Regions from separate parts of the Mus musculus genome. Here regions 1 and 3 are each linked to region 2. The links are chromatin contacts, called in public Hi-C maps. All regions are on one chromosome and are shown on one strand. The core of a region is the stretch at or near the end of the contact, and the rest is flanking DNA. Distances in the headings are between cores, read along the strand shown.

Region 1 (4,502 bases), core at 791-3,290, 350 kb before region 2:
TTATTGGATACAATTTTAATGACATATACCATATTTAATAATCACAATCCAATCACTTTCAAGACACAGCTCCACTGAGGTTTATAACCACACAGAACAGCCAGGTCTCACGACAATCATGCACACCAAAACAACTACACAAAGAACTAAGATTCCCAGCACTTGCACTTCACAGCTTAACCACACACCTATCACCAGGGCGCTTTATATGCAAAGGCATAAGCAGTGTAATTATAAAAGAAACTACCCACCTCCATCAGTTCTCTCTCTCTCTCTCTCTCTCTCTCTCTCTCTCTCTCTCTCTCTCTCTCTCTCACACACACACACACACACACACACACACACACACACGATATTCTTTAAAAATATAACCAAGGCCCAAATTAATTGGAAAAGTAGCATAAATTGTGTTTAATCAGCTCTGTAACTAAAGGTGGTTGGGTAACCGCCCTCCCTTTCTACCTGCAGTACCTCGCTCAATCATTCCACTATCCTCCACTTTCTCCTGTGAATATTAGAGACTCTACAGTGAGAAGGCCATAGTACAGTACTGACAGTCAGGAACCAAAGGCTCTGGAGCTGCTAGCATCATCAACAACATTTAGACAAATCTGAGCATTGCTTAAATGATCTATATCTAAAAATTACAGGTTCCCAACCTGTGAGTCATGACCCCCGCCCCGGGGGGTGGGGTGGGCAAACACTCTTTCCATGAGGGCCACCAAAGACCATCATAAAACACAGATATTTACATTATGATTCATAAGAGTAGCAAAATTACAGTCATGAAGTTGCAACAAAAATCAATTTATACTTGGGGGTCACCACAAGAGAAAATGTATTAAGGATTGTCATTAGGAAGTTGAGAACCGCTGCTCTAGAACATTCTACAAACTCATCTTTCCGCTAGGGAGAGCTGGAAGCAGAAGGCCAGATATGGTGGCACAGGCCTATAATCTCAGCACTCAGGAGAAATGAGCAGGAAGGCAGAGAGTTCACGACTACCTTAGGCCAAGATCTAGGCTTAAAATACAGAAACAAAGAGTCTTCTTCTCAAATGCTAACTATTCTCTGAGAACCTTAAAAATATCACTAATTCCCGCACTCCCGGGCAGACCTAGCATGAGCAACACGCCACAGGCTCCATGCTTTATGCCCTCTTTTGTGGTTATCGTTTGGTGATTTTTGACTTTGGTTTTCGTTGGCCTAGTGTTTTGCTTTTGTTTTTCGAGAGAGAGACAGAGAGACAGGAGAGGAGAGGAAGATGAATTTTGGTGGGAAGAATCTGGGAGAAGTGGAAGGAGAAGAAAGAATATGCAAAATAAATTGTATAAATTTTTTTTAAATAGTAAAATAAATAAATAAACCTGTCTGATTTTATTTTAAAAAGAAAGCCCATGATTTTTATACTTTTCCTTTGTTTTCATTATTTTATATTATTTTTAAACCAAGACTCATATACTGAAAGAGCTCATATTTTGTCTTCTGAAGAAATCTACTCAACACAAATAGTCATAAAGAGACTTGTCTAAAAAGAGCAACAGAGCGCTCTCTCGAGCCCAGTGTCCCGTAAAGCTCACTGGTGTGAGGCTCTCTGCTATCTCGGCCGCACACAGGAACCACCATGTTCACACATACGGCACAGCTGCTCTAACATTAGTGGATATAAACATGTCTTACCAAGTTACGCTTTTTTAGTGGAAGAAAATAATAATAATGGCAGAAAGAAAACATCAGTGCGTAGCAAGTAAGCAGCTCAGTGTAGAAACACAACTGCAGAAAGAGCCAATGGTTGTCTTCACCCACACAATTGTTTATCCTAAAGGGAAAATGAAAAAGAAACAGTGAAGGTTTAGTAAGATGCTCACATCAGGATCATGAAGGTAAGTCTCACCTAAACCTCAACTCCAGCTATTTAAAGATACACATTTTAACATGCCTTCTCCTTTACCAAGGAGGCCAGCTAGAGACTACATTACTCCAGCTCACATTAGCCCGGTGCCCTGTGCCAACTGACACAAGAAGATGCATAGTGGATTAGGTCACTGGCCTGAGGATACTCAGAAGAGACAAAGGCTGGACCCTGCCCTTCCTTGCAGCACTTTAGCAGAGGAGAGCAATTTAAACACTTCAGAGAAAAGCAACTCAGACTTGCTACATGGACAGAACTGAGAGGCTCACCATTTTATTTTTATATGTTTACTTTATGAAATATCTATCCTTGTCTGCTGAAACTAAAAATGTATTCAAAACCACTTACATGTACTATCTGTGAAAACAACAGTAAAGTCTAACTATAATAATGATAATATATAATCATAAATTATCAAGGTCCATTTAAAATGAGTATCCTATTTTACAAAATGGGTATATTTTTAAGGTACCATCTAATTTAAATTTTAATATAAAATTATTTTTCTCAGAATTATATGTTTTCCTTTAAACTAGGACTACACTATCACCAAAGGAGAGAATGCATATATATATACATAGCAAGTTCAATCCGTAGCTTAAATTGTTAAAGATATATTGTTTTACATTATTTTAAAAAAAATCAAAACTAGAACTGAGCTGGAATGCTTGTAGAGGTTTATCTGAGATTACAGAGCACACACTAGGTAAACAGGTCAACTCTAAGCCCTGTAACCTGAAAGAGAGACTCTTAAGAGAAGTGGCTCCCCTAAGCCTCAAACTCTGCTCGGTTGTTGCTATGCATCCTCCTCCCCTCCTCTAGTGCAGAACAACACAGCACAGGTCCTTGCTCGGAAACAGCATCTAACCCTGAAAGGCGAAGAGCCCTTGCTTAGTATGCGGTGCCTGAATTTAAACTATTTAGAAAGAACAGTCAGAGACAAAACAAAGACCAGACGTAGTGATCATCAGATCAGAGCTGAAGCTGAGATGGTTAAAATGTAGCAGTTTGTTAAAGTGTAAGAATCCTCTGCTTCAAATTAATACCATGCACTGTCCTCACTCGGATCTGAGCGGCACTCTGCTAGAAAATTCAATCACAGAAATCCCCAAATCTAGAGCAGGCCACCTTCCTTGCTAACCTCCCACCAATACCCTCAACCAGACACTGAAGCCTAGGAACAGAAATATCTCAACAGTACACTGAAAGTTAAAGACAGCTTCATTTCCTCACCAATGACCTAGTCTTTACCTTAAACAAATATCACTAATACCAACAGACACACTGCCCGGATGATTTTTTTTTTTAATTATAGCACTCTTTTGTAAGGAAGCAGCAGTACCCAGCTATTCCATAAATGCTTATTATATTTTTAGTTGATTAGGAAAAATAATACAAAAAAAAAGTACTATGAGCTTTTAGTGTGAGAATTAACTACCTGAAGATTTCACATAGTATTTTTGATATGCTATTATTGTGACTGGAAATACCACTGAGGTTTAAAAATACGGTACACTTTTTAAACACTGTATGGCATAGTATATAGTATCTTACAGTATATTTAGACAATTAGAAAACCTAAAGTGCTTTTATTTAAAAATGCTAGTCTGTTTTTCTAGTCTCTGGAAATCTATGTAAATAAACAGTTTATAGTTAAAAAAACATTTCAACTAAAAGTTTGTTAATTAACAATGCTATCAAAATGAGTTAAACATAAGGCAAGTGAAATTGACTAGCATCATTAAACAAAGGAAAACTGCCTTCCTTGGCCAACTGCAGGTAAATGGATGTAGGTTAAAGGAGGCTATTATACAGTTAACTTCCTGTATGCATGCATGTATAAATAGATATATATGGACATATATTTATAAAGTTCTATTATACCAATTTAAATATTTAAACAAGATTCAATGTTAAATAAGCAAAATTAAATATAATACCTTGCTCAAAGTTTTTTGTGACAGCTTTGAAATGAAATACAATCGATTCTCAGAGCATTTTTTAGATCTACTTTTTAACAGTATGACTTTAAATATTACAACAGAGCCCCCTATTGACCAAAAATATTGGCAGTTCTACAGAAAGTTAATTAGCACTTACATATATATATATATCCAACATGTACAAAATGTTGCTATCCAACAGAAAACACTCTAAAAGGTATAATGAGTAGAAGAGAGTTATCAGTGAATGTGAAAAGTGTTGTTCTTCTCCTGAGTAAGAAAAGAGGAATCTCAGCAGTGGACATTGCGGCTTTTCTCCCCGACAGGAAAAACAGCTGTGAGGTAAGTGCTTCCACACATCTGACCTTGGGCCAAATACTCTGCCTCCAAGCCTCATTGATATAAGCACCTTAGTCCTTCTGTGGTTGGGTATGTAGTAATTCTGCTCAAAGTTTTTGCTCAAGTGTTTTCTTGGTAGCAGGGATAAGTGAGGGATAGTTTACTCTGGGATTTGCAAGAATCATTTTTATTACAAAAATGTTTAATGGAGTGATTTTAATGTAAGTTTTTCTTAAAGCTGACAGGTTCTCACTGTCTTTTCCTTAGCTAATCCTCCTGCCGCAGCTCTTGAGTGTGGTGACAAGTAT
Region 2 (4,115 bases), core at 1,149-3,648:
TTTGGCAGTATTAAAACTAATAAAAGTTGTATAGTGTTGTAAGGCTTGTCCTTGTTGTTTTCTATAGAAATATATTTATGGTTCCTTCTCAACAAATATGTTCATCAGCCCCCAGAAATTCCAGTGTAGGGGGCTGGCGAGATAGATCAGTGGTTAAGAGCGCCAACTGCTCTTCCGAAGGTCCCGAGTTCAAATCCCAGCAACTACATGGTGGCTCACAACAATCTGTAACAAAATCTGATGTCCCCTCTGGAGTGTCTGAAGATAGCTACAGTATACTTACATATAATAAATAAATAAATAAATAAATCTTTTTTAAAAAAAAAAAAAAGGAAATTCCAGTGTAGAGAGCCCTCTCAGCATATCATAAATCTCAACTTGCCAGGACCAAGGGGCCGGAAAGAAAAAGGTCCTCTCAGAATACTAATGTGGACTATTTTAATCATTAAAGCACACACATACAGTAGTATATGTGTGGATGTTCTTAAGACAGATTTAAACACACACACACACACACACACACATCTTCTGGCTTTTGTTTTAGACTATGTGCTGTTCCTTTTCCTTTCTTTTTATTTTGGTTATTGCTTAACTTAAAAAAAAAAAAAGATTTGGGCTAGTGATGGCTCAGAGTTGAAACCACGTACCTCATGCAGAGGACCAGAATTTGGTTCCTGGCACCCACATGTGTTGTTAACAGCTGTCCAACACTCCCTTCTGGCTTCTCTGGGCACTGTACTCACACACACACAACCACACATATATACATAATATATAAAAAAAATTTTAAGTCTTATTTTTTCCACATCAGTTTTAATGGTTATAATGGCTTCCCACAGGAAATTGAGAAGAAAGCGCAAAGATCTTCCCTCTGCAATCCCTCACAGTCTCCCCAGAAGGGTAATTCTGACCCAGGGCGCTACATCAGTTACAACTGGCAATGATATATACATTACAGAGTCATTTCAGTGCCCTAGAAGTCCAGTTACACTACTTCCTATTGGTCAATCAGTTTTATCTTAACAAGAAGAAACTAGGTTTCTAGTCCTGAGGTCTGATGCTGTAAGTTCAACAGAAACCAAAGATTCATCACTGCATATACTAGGTATTCAGAGACCACTGGGATCACCCCTTCTCAGATCGGACACAAGTATTCTCAGGAATAAATTGCCTTTGATTCAAAGAACAAATGAGAGGATAGACTAAACCTGCCTGGAATGACACCCAGGTAATTCGATACGCACATGCTAAACAGTGCATGCACAACACAGGAATGCCAAAAACACATAGAGCCAAGGATCCACAGAGTGGCCCCAGAATAGCTATCACTCCATTGCCAAGGGCTCTGAAATAAGACTAAGAAAGGAACTTTCTTGCTTGAGGTCATCAAAACATTGTTAAAACGAGAACAAGCCTTCCCACAGTGTTCTTTGAAGACCACAGTGTACGCTTAGAAGTGGACGTTTCCTTGGCTGAAAGCCAGTCTCGTTCCTTTCCACTGATCAGATCTCTTGCTGAAGACTGTCTGAAGGGAAAGTGGCCTAGGCATCAGATGACCCAGGAAACTCATCCCTGGAGGTAAAATTGATACCAGTGACCCAACGTTCTGGAGGGCACAGTGAGGAAAGGAAGCACACCCACTTGCCTACCCAGACTCCTTCAGTGCCTGTCAACAGATGGTGAAGATATAGAGCTAAAGGGTAGCATGAAGGTGTGGCCTGTAGGTGTGATCTCAGGTGGACTGTAAGTGTGATCTCAGAGTGGACTGTAGGAGTGACCTCATATTGAGCTGATGGTGTGATCTCAGAGTGGCCTGATAGTGTAGACTCAGAGAGACCTGATAGTGAGACCTCAGAGTGGCCTAAACCATAATGCCTTTGATTGCTCCAGCAAATTCCCAAGTACCAAAAATCTCTGATTTTCCCATTTCAACTCTCTCTTCTTGTTAACTGGAGACAGAATCACCAATAATGTGTGTGGGTTGTTCTTTTTTTCATGCCTTTGTTTACATCTAATGGTGTAGCCTTGTGTTTCAAAAAATATTTTCTCCTTTCCATTACTTTGATGATAAAGATCATTATCACCCCTTCAAAACAAAAATTCTGTACCAAAGCTGGAATACTTCATGAGAGAGAAGGTGCTTCCGTGTTCTTGAGAGCGAACAGTGAAGAGCATGAGTCCCCATTTTCTGGTCTAAGCATGAGATGACAGAAAGTGGGGTCACTCAAACAACTCAGATTGCCCCCGCCCCCTCCCAGAACAATAACACTGGGAGCAGCTTCTGCAGCTCAGAGGAAGCAAGTGTCTCTAATTAGGGAGCAAGAGCAGCTGAGGTAACTATTCTGGCAGCTGAGAAATTGCCTGATTTCTGTTTGTGAAGGTTGCCACCTACTGAGGAGCCTGCAACACTGCACCCGGCCTGAAAGAAAGGGCAGAGGATAAGGAGAAGGCAGGGTGAGGACAATAATACACAGGGGCATGGTGGACGGTGCCCACATGGCACACAGCATAGAGTCATGGTTATGAGAGGGTTCGGGTGGGAAATTGCATGTGGGAGAGGTCTACCTGAGCCTACAGGGCTCCGTGAAGCTTCTCCAAAGGGCTGAGGAGAGAGTGTGAAGCAGAAGTCAGGGGACTCAAACACCGAAGGAAGGAAATAATGGCAGACCCCAGGTGGTGGCAGCACTGGCCATAGAAGACCATTTGCCCTAATAATTTGTATTAAATGATACTTGACCCGGAGGGCTTTTCGAGGATAAATTAGGACACCCCCTCCCCCCAAAAAAGTTGAAGACTCACCAAGGCCTGACAGAAGTGCCCGGCAATTAAGAATCAATGAGCAGGTAAAGATGCCCCTGGGGGAGGCACAGAGAGGTCTTTGTGCTCATAAACACTAGGGAACCTGGAATGTTAAACACACAGGGCTGTTCCTTCAAAGGAAGGGATATACACCCTGCTACCTGCCCAGAGATCTGGAAGCAGACGTAGTTAATAACACGGTGATCTTTGTGCTATATGAGTGAGCTGGGGACCACACCAGACACTCCCCAAAACTCCTATCGTGAGCTTATTTTTCTCAATCTACAGAACTCATCTCTACCGAATGTGTCACAGGTACTTTACAAAGGATTTCAACATAGTCACATCCGATCTTTATTTAGCTTACTTTGTTCTTCAAGGAGGTTTATGTGGGCTTCATTGTGCACATGTAACCAGGAAAGTTTCCACCAAATTGTGCACTGCTTTAATATGCCTAAACTACTCGAGGTCAGATTCCCACAGTTTGGACCAATACCAGCTATTTAGTCGTGCTGAACGAAATTGCATGCTGATCATTACTCTGCTGGATGTGGTGGTTGTAGAGAACACACACACACAATCCAATCAGAAATCTCTGGACAGAGCTGGCTACTGTGACTCACACCTGTGATCCCATGTGTTCAGGATGCTGAGGCAAGAGGATTGAAGTCAATTTCAAGGCCATACTGGACTGCATAGTAAATTCCACGTCAGCCATGAGTGAGAATCCAGTGGCTGTGGCTCCCTCAAGAGCCAGCCCTGTCCCCTAAGACACGAAAGGCAGCAACTGGCCCACAGAAGAATGTCCCCATGTTTCTAGACCATTCTCTTCTTTTAAACATCCCATGTTTCTGTTGCTAACATCAATGGATCGGAGGGGTGGGGAGAAATACTCCTGGGGCCAACAGAGCAGCAGAGAAAGCATGCAAGTGCTAACAAGGACTCCAAACTCCAGGAAGAGCGTGAGGCAAACAAGTTAATCTGGGTGAAAAGAGACAGGCAAGAGCTTTTTACTAAGGAAACCGGGTTTTGGCCAGTACAGTAGTTTATTCAGAAACCTCGGGCCTAGTTCCACTGTGAACAGCCATATTTGTTTGGGCAAGTCACTTCAATTCTTAGTCTCAAAGAGAAGGCCCTGAGCACAATGATAAGAAACAAATGCCCCTATGGTCGTTTCCCAGGGTTTGCCGACACCCATCTTTCAGTCTTGTGCAAGGGAGGGCCCAAGGAAGGGAGGTAAAAGGCAGACAACTAGAAGCTAACTACTGGAGCCTCCCTACGCTGTTCATATGGCTGGTGCTGAACTTTCAGATCCC
Region 3 (4,113 bases), core at 18-2,517, 480 kb before region 2:
AAATATTAATTTTAATGCCCAGTTCTTAGACTATGTTAATATGAGTTTCAGGAGGCAGGGTCACTGATAAATGTCACTTCAAAGCCTTAGTGTGGGCATGTGTAACAAGTCTTTTACACAAGCTTTTTGCAACACTGGAAAGGAGTTAGATCAGATGCACAACATACTCTAATGAGAATAAAAGGGGTGAGAGGGAGGGGGAAGGGGCATATAGAGACAGAGATCAGACTTTTCCTTTGACACAGAGAACTCAAAACAGCAACAAGTAGCAGCGGGGAGTTCAAGTAGCAGTGGAATTCTGGGGCTCCCACATCTCACACTAAGAAGAAAGTGTGCAGAGAAGGAAGACAGCAGGCAGTGAGGTGGGGACCCTCGGGAGCCCACAGGCACTGTACCCACCTTCTAGAAACTTTAACACATTAATAAGAACCCCTCTTGCCCAGCAATGCCAGAAGCCAGGGCTCCTCGGAAGGAGCTGCCTTCTGTCCGAGGACTGCAGATGGACTGACCGCCAGGGCAGCCATATCCCTCCCCACCTAGGAGAAAATGCCCACAGTCTCCCGATGTACTTATTGTGAAAATGGGCTGCGTTGTAAGCACAACAGCTGTGGAAGCAGTTGAGCCACCGCTATCTAGGCACAAACGCAAGGGTCAGAATTGATGGAGAGCAAAAGAAAAAAGTGACAAAAGAAAAAAAATTGCCCAGATAAATTAGTCAATGACAAAGTTGATAGTCGCATGAAAAGCTGGCTAGGGAAGATTTCCCCATTCGTGTCACGGCGACAGCATACAAGAGACCATTGTCCACACACGGGACCCAGCATATTGAAAGTTATCACGTAGCCGCTCTATAATGGGAAGAGGTTTTCTTCCCCCAAACTCCTGATGGAAGAAAGCTAAAACTTGTCTGCTCCTGATACTACTTTTAAAGTTGATTTCGGGGTTCACCCGTGCTCCGTGCTTCTTTTCTCTCCTCCCCACATTTGCAGCTGGACAAATATGAAAGTGGGGGGGGGAGACAGTAACAACAAACCCACACACATTTGCCTGAGCAAAGAAAAATAATGAACTGAATATGCATATCCTCATTAACTAAATTTAATTACGCTGAGTGGCATAGTAATCAGTGGTCGCTCCGGTTACAGTATTCACTGAAAGGGAGGTGGATTCCAAATTAAGGCAAAGCATGGGGGACAGTCGCATACTGATGAGGGAGCTGCACACAACGTGCCACAATACACCGTCTAAATCATTATTCGAGACACCGAAGAAAGAAGTACATTGCTGTGTTCTAAGACCAGTGCAGGAACAATTAGGCAGGACGGCTCCAGTCCCCTACAGCCCGACCGCCCGCCCCGGGTCTCCACGAAGTTCACAGCAGCCAGCCTGTCTGTGGTCCACCAGGATATTTGCATTTTTTCTTTATTTATTCTGTTTTCCTTTTTTCTCTCCTAGAAGTGAACAAAAACTCACCCTGCCTTTTCAGAGAGAAGGCCTATGCCCCTGGCCACAATAGTGGGAAGTCCTATCTAGCTCACTGGTGTGCAGAGCGCTCCAGGTTCCCACAACTAGAGCTTGAACTTGCAGCCGGCAGGCAGCAAACTTTTACAACACGTGCACAGAACAACAAAGGAGGCGCTCAGAGGGAAGAAGGGAGGGGGGCATTTGGAGGGAGGATGGAAAAGGGGTTATCATGCCAAACTTACCATCCACCAGGTCCTGGCTGACATGTCATAGCAAAGCTGCCATTTGATGGAGCTGTCCGACGTTTTCCCAGCCATCCTGCTGTCAGCGACCTTCATCAGAGGCAGCTCAATGGGAGATAAGAGACCTAGTCGAGGAAACATCAGCGGTGGCTTGCTGGACTACATGTAGGCCAATCCTTATCACACTGCATCATGGGAAAAGCTCCTTCATTAGCAGGAGGAACTGCAACCTCACAGATAGAAGGACAAGGATCAGTTCTTTTGCCTCTTTTTTTTTTTTTCCTGGTCTAAAGGGATTGGTGAAAGTAGCTAGCGTTCTTTGTGTATCATGTGTACAAGAGTGAAGTAGCTTGCAAGTGGGCGGCTAACTGCCTTGCTGGGCGATGCAGACTAAAGTTTATTTGCATTCTTCTCTGTTGTATATTGTTTGACATGGTCCATGGTCCTTGCTGAGCAGATGAAGAGAGGGGAGGGGTAGGAGGGAGGGGAGAAGGGAAAGGGAGCTGTAATTGCTCAGAATTAATATCTCCCCCAACAAAGACATAACAGTTTCATTGACATAGTCGGAACACGGTTCATATGTCACTGCACACAAGCATGAAGCATGCAGGAGTGCATGTGAGAACACACACACACACACACACACACACACACACACACACACACACAGAGTGGAACACACAGGTAGCAGCTGCAGCTGGATTCAGCTGAGGTTGCCAAAGGCTACAAACTCCATTCTCATACTGGACATATGGAAACAGTTTAACTCTTTGAAATCACTGTTCAAGAAGAGCCAGGCAGTTTCCAAAGATAAATCAGCTCTGGGAACTGGCTTTCAATCAGGAAGATACCCAGCTTGCTGCTCCCTTCCTTCTAAAGGTGACCCAGAAACAGGAAGACATAATTTAAAAAAATGAGGAAGATGAGGGCCAGGTTTGTGCATGGCCTGACTTTAAATTCAGCTTCTGCTTTAGGTCTTCTCTGGGCAACCCTTCAAGGAGGTCCCTTCTGCCTCCTTCTGGGCTTGGCACTGATTTCCTGGGGAGCACATACAGGGAATGGAGACTAATTACTAATAAAAGCACTTGCTTCCAATATCCTGTCCTCCCTCCCTCCCTCCCTCCGTCCTCAAGTTCCCAAAGAATTAGGAAAAAAAAAAATCCGAATAATTCGGAGAAAATCTTACAACCAGAAAGCCAAGTCAGGACAAGCTGACACAACTCTTTCTTTTGCTAAAAATACAAACAAGTACATCTCTGCAAAGTGGCTGCCACATAACTTCAGGTCCCTACAGCACCGGCAAGGCCCAGCAAGCTCTCTGAGTTGATATTTTATCACCCAGCCTCTCACATGCCCTATCCGTATCTCTGCCAGCCTTTTAGGCTTAGGGTTCATATTGGCTGCACACAGTTTAAAGGGCCAACCTCCTGTTTGATTTGAGCAGAGGGAATAGGGAAGTCACTGCATTGCCCGAGTCTTCTGTCCTGTCCATTCAACGAGGGCGATGCTGTCAAAGCAACTTGTTTCAGCTTGGAGCTTCAAGGGTGAGAAGCAACTGCTTCCAAGCTGAAGCGCTGTTCCTTGGGTATTTTTATATTCACCTAGAGGGACATGTCAGGCACACTCGCAGACAGGCTGGGAGCTTAGGGTGGCCTGGCTGGGGTTGGCAGCAGAAGGGTCTGCCTCTTATAAAATCAGCTCATCATCACCCCCAGGGCACAGTGGGCTTCTGTGGCTCCCTCCTCCACTAGGGTTTTTATTTATTTGCTTTTATTAATCATTTTATTTGTTTACATTTCAAACGTTATCCCCCTTCCCAGTCTCCCCTCCATGAACCACCCCTATCCTATCCCCTCCCCTTTGCCCCTATCCACCCACTCACTCCCCCTTCTAGCATCCCTCTTCTCTGGGGCATCAAGCCTCTACAGGACCAAGCACCACCCCTCCCACTAATGCCAGGTGAGGTAGTCCTCTGCTACATATGTAGCGGGAGCAGTCCCATGTGTACTCTTTGGTTGGTGGTTTAGTTCCTGGGAGCTGTGAGGGAAAAACAACAGTATCAACTAACCAGACCCCTCAAAGCTCTGCTAGGGTTTTTAAAGCTTAGGCAGGAGAGGTACCTGGATACCCCACTCAAGCTTCTAACTTTGAAGTACCCCATGTTCCTGATGTCTCCTCCCCCACCAGACCCCTCTCTCTCCTCTATCCCTTCTTCCGTCTTCAAGACTTATTTGTGGATTTTCTTTGAGCAGTGTTTTGGTAACAAGGCCACTAATGGTAATCACAGACAGTTGTTTTAAATTTCATGGACCCTAGCAATAGTGCCCAGTGCCTACTACGTAGCAGGTGTTGCACTGGCCACTTGGAGGCCCAGAGGCTAGACAAATACATTCAGAGTCTCATGAGG

What was found. Hi-C and Micro-C count contacts between places; a contact is called where the count stands out from the background.
Region 1: a contact with region 2 is called in a Hi-C map of neural stem cells, with 4 times the contacts expected there. The contact joins two enhancer-like sites. A contact is called at or near these places in 5 of 484 Hi-C or Micro-C datasets (cerebellar granule neurons, cortical neurons, myocytes and 2 more) and 1 of 9 other capture datasets (pancreatic islet).
Region 3: a contact with region 2 is called in a Hi-C map of cerebellum, with 2.0 times the contacts expected there. The contact joins two enhancer-like sites. A contact is called at or near these places in 1 of 484 Hi-C or Micro-C datasets (cerebellum) and 1 of 115 datasets of contacts at active chromatin or transcription factors (astrocytes).

The regions. Positions count from the first base shown.
Region 1 is chr4:82,833,766-82,838,267 of GRCm38.p6, forward strand. Zdhhc21 (zinc finger, DHHC domain containing 21) reads right to left here. Exons shown (of 9, transcript NM_026647.4): 6 at 1,681-1,819. Among named protein-coding and RNA genes, the nearest start is that of Zdhhc21, 24 kb to the right of the region's middle. Within about 2 kb of position 2,041, at least 4 of the 459 cell types and tissues checked have an H3K27ac peak or open chromatin away from gene starts, as enhancers often do. A contact at or near this core is called in neural stem cells, where this site is marked.
Region 2 is chr4:83,181,108-83,185,222 of GRCm38.p6, forward strand. The region is part of intron 1 of Gm46887 (a long non-coding RNA gene); the gene reads right to left. Among named protein-coding and RNA genes, the nearest start is that of Gm46887, 3.4 kb to the right of the region's middle. Within about 2 kb of position 2,399, at least 33 of the 459 cell types and tissues checked have an H3K27ac peak or open chromatin away from gene starts, as enhancers often do. A contact at or near this core is called in cerebellum and neural stem cells, where this site is marked.
Region 3 is chr4:82,703,809-82,707,921 of GRCm38.p6, forward strand. No RefSeq gene overlaps it. Among named protein-coding and RNA genes, the nearest start is that of Gm11269, 14 kb to the left of the region's middle. Within about 2 kb of position 1,268, at least 43 of the 459 cell types and tissues checked have an H3K27ac peak or open chromatin away from gene starts, as enhancers often do. A contact at or near this core is called in cerebellum, where this site is marked.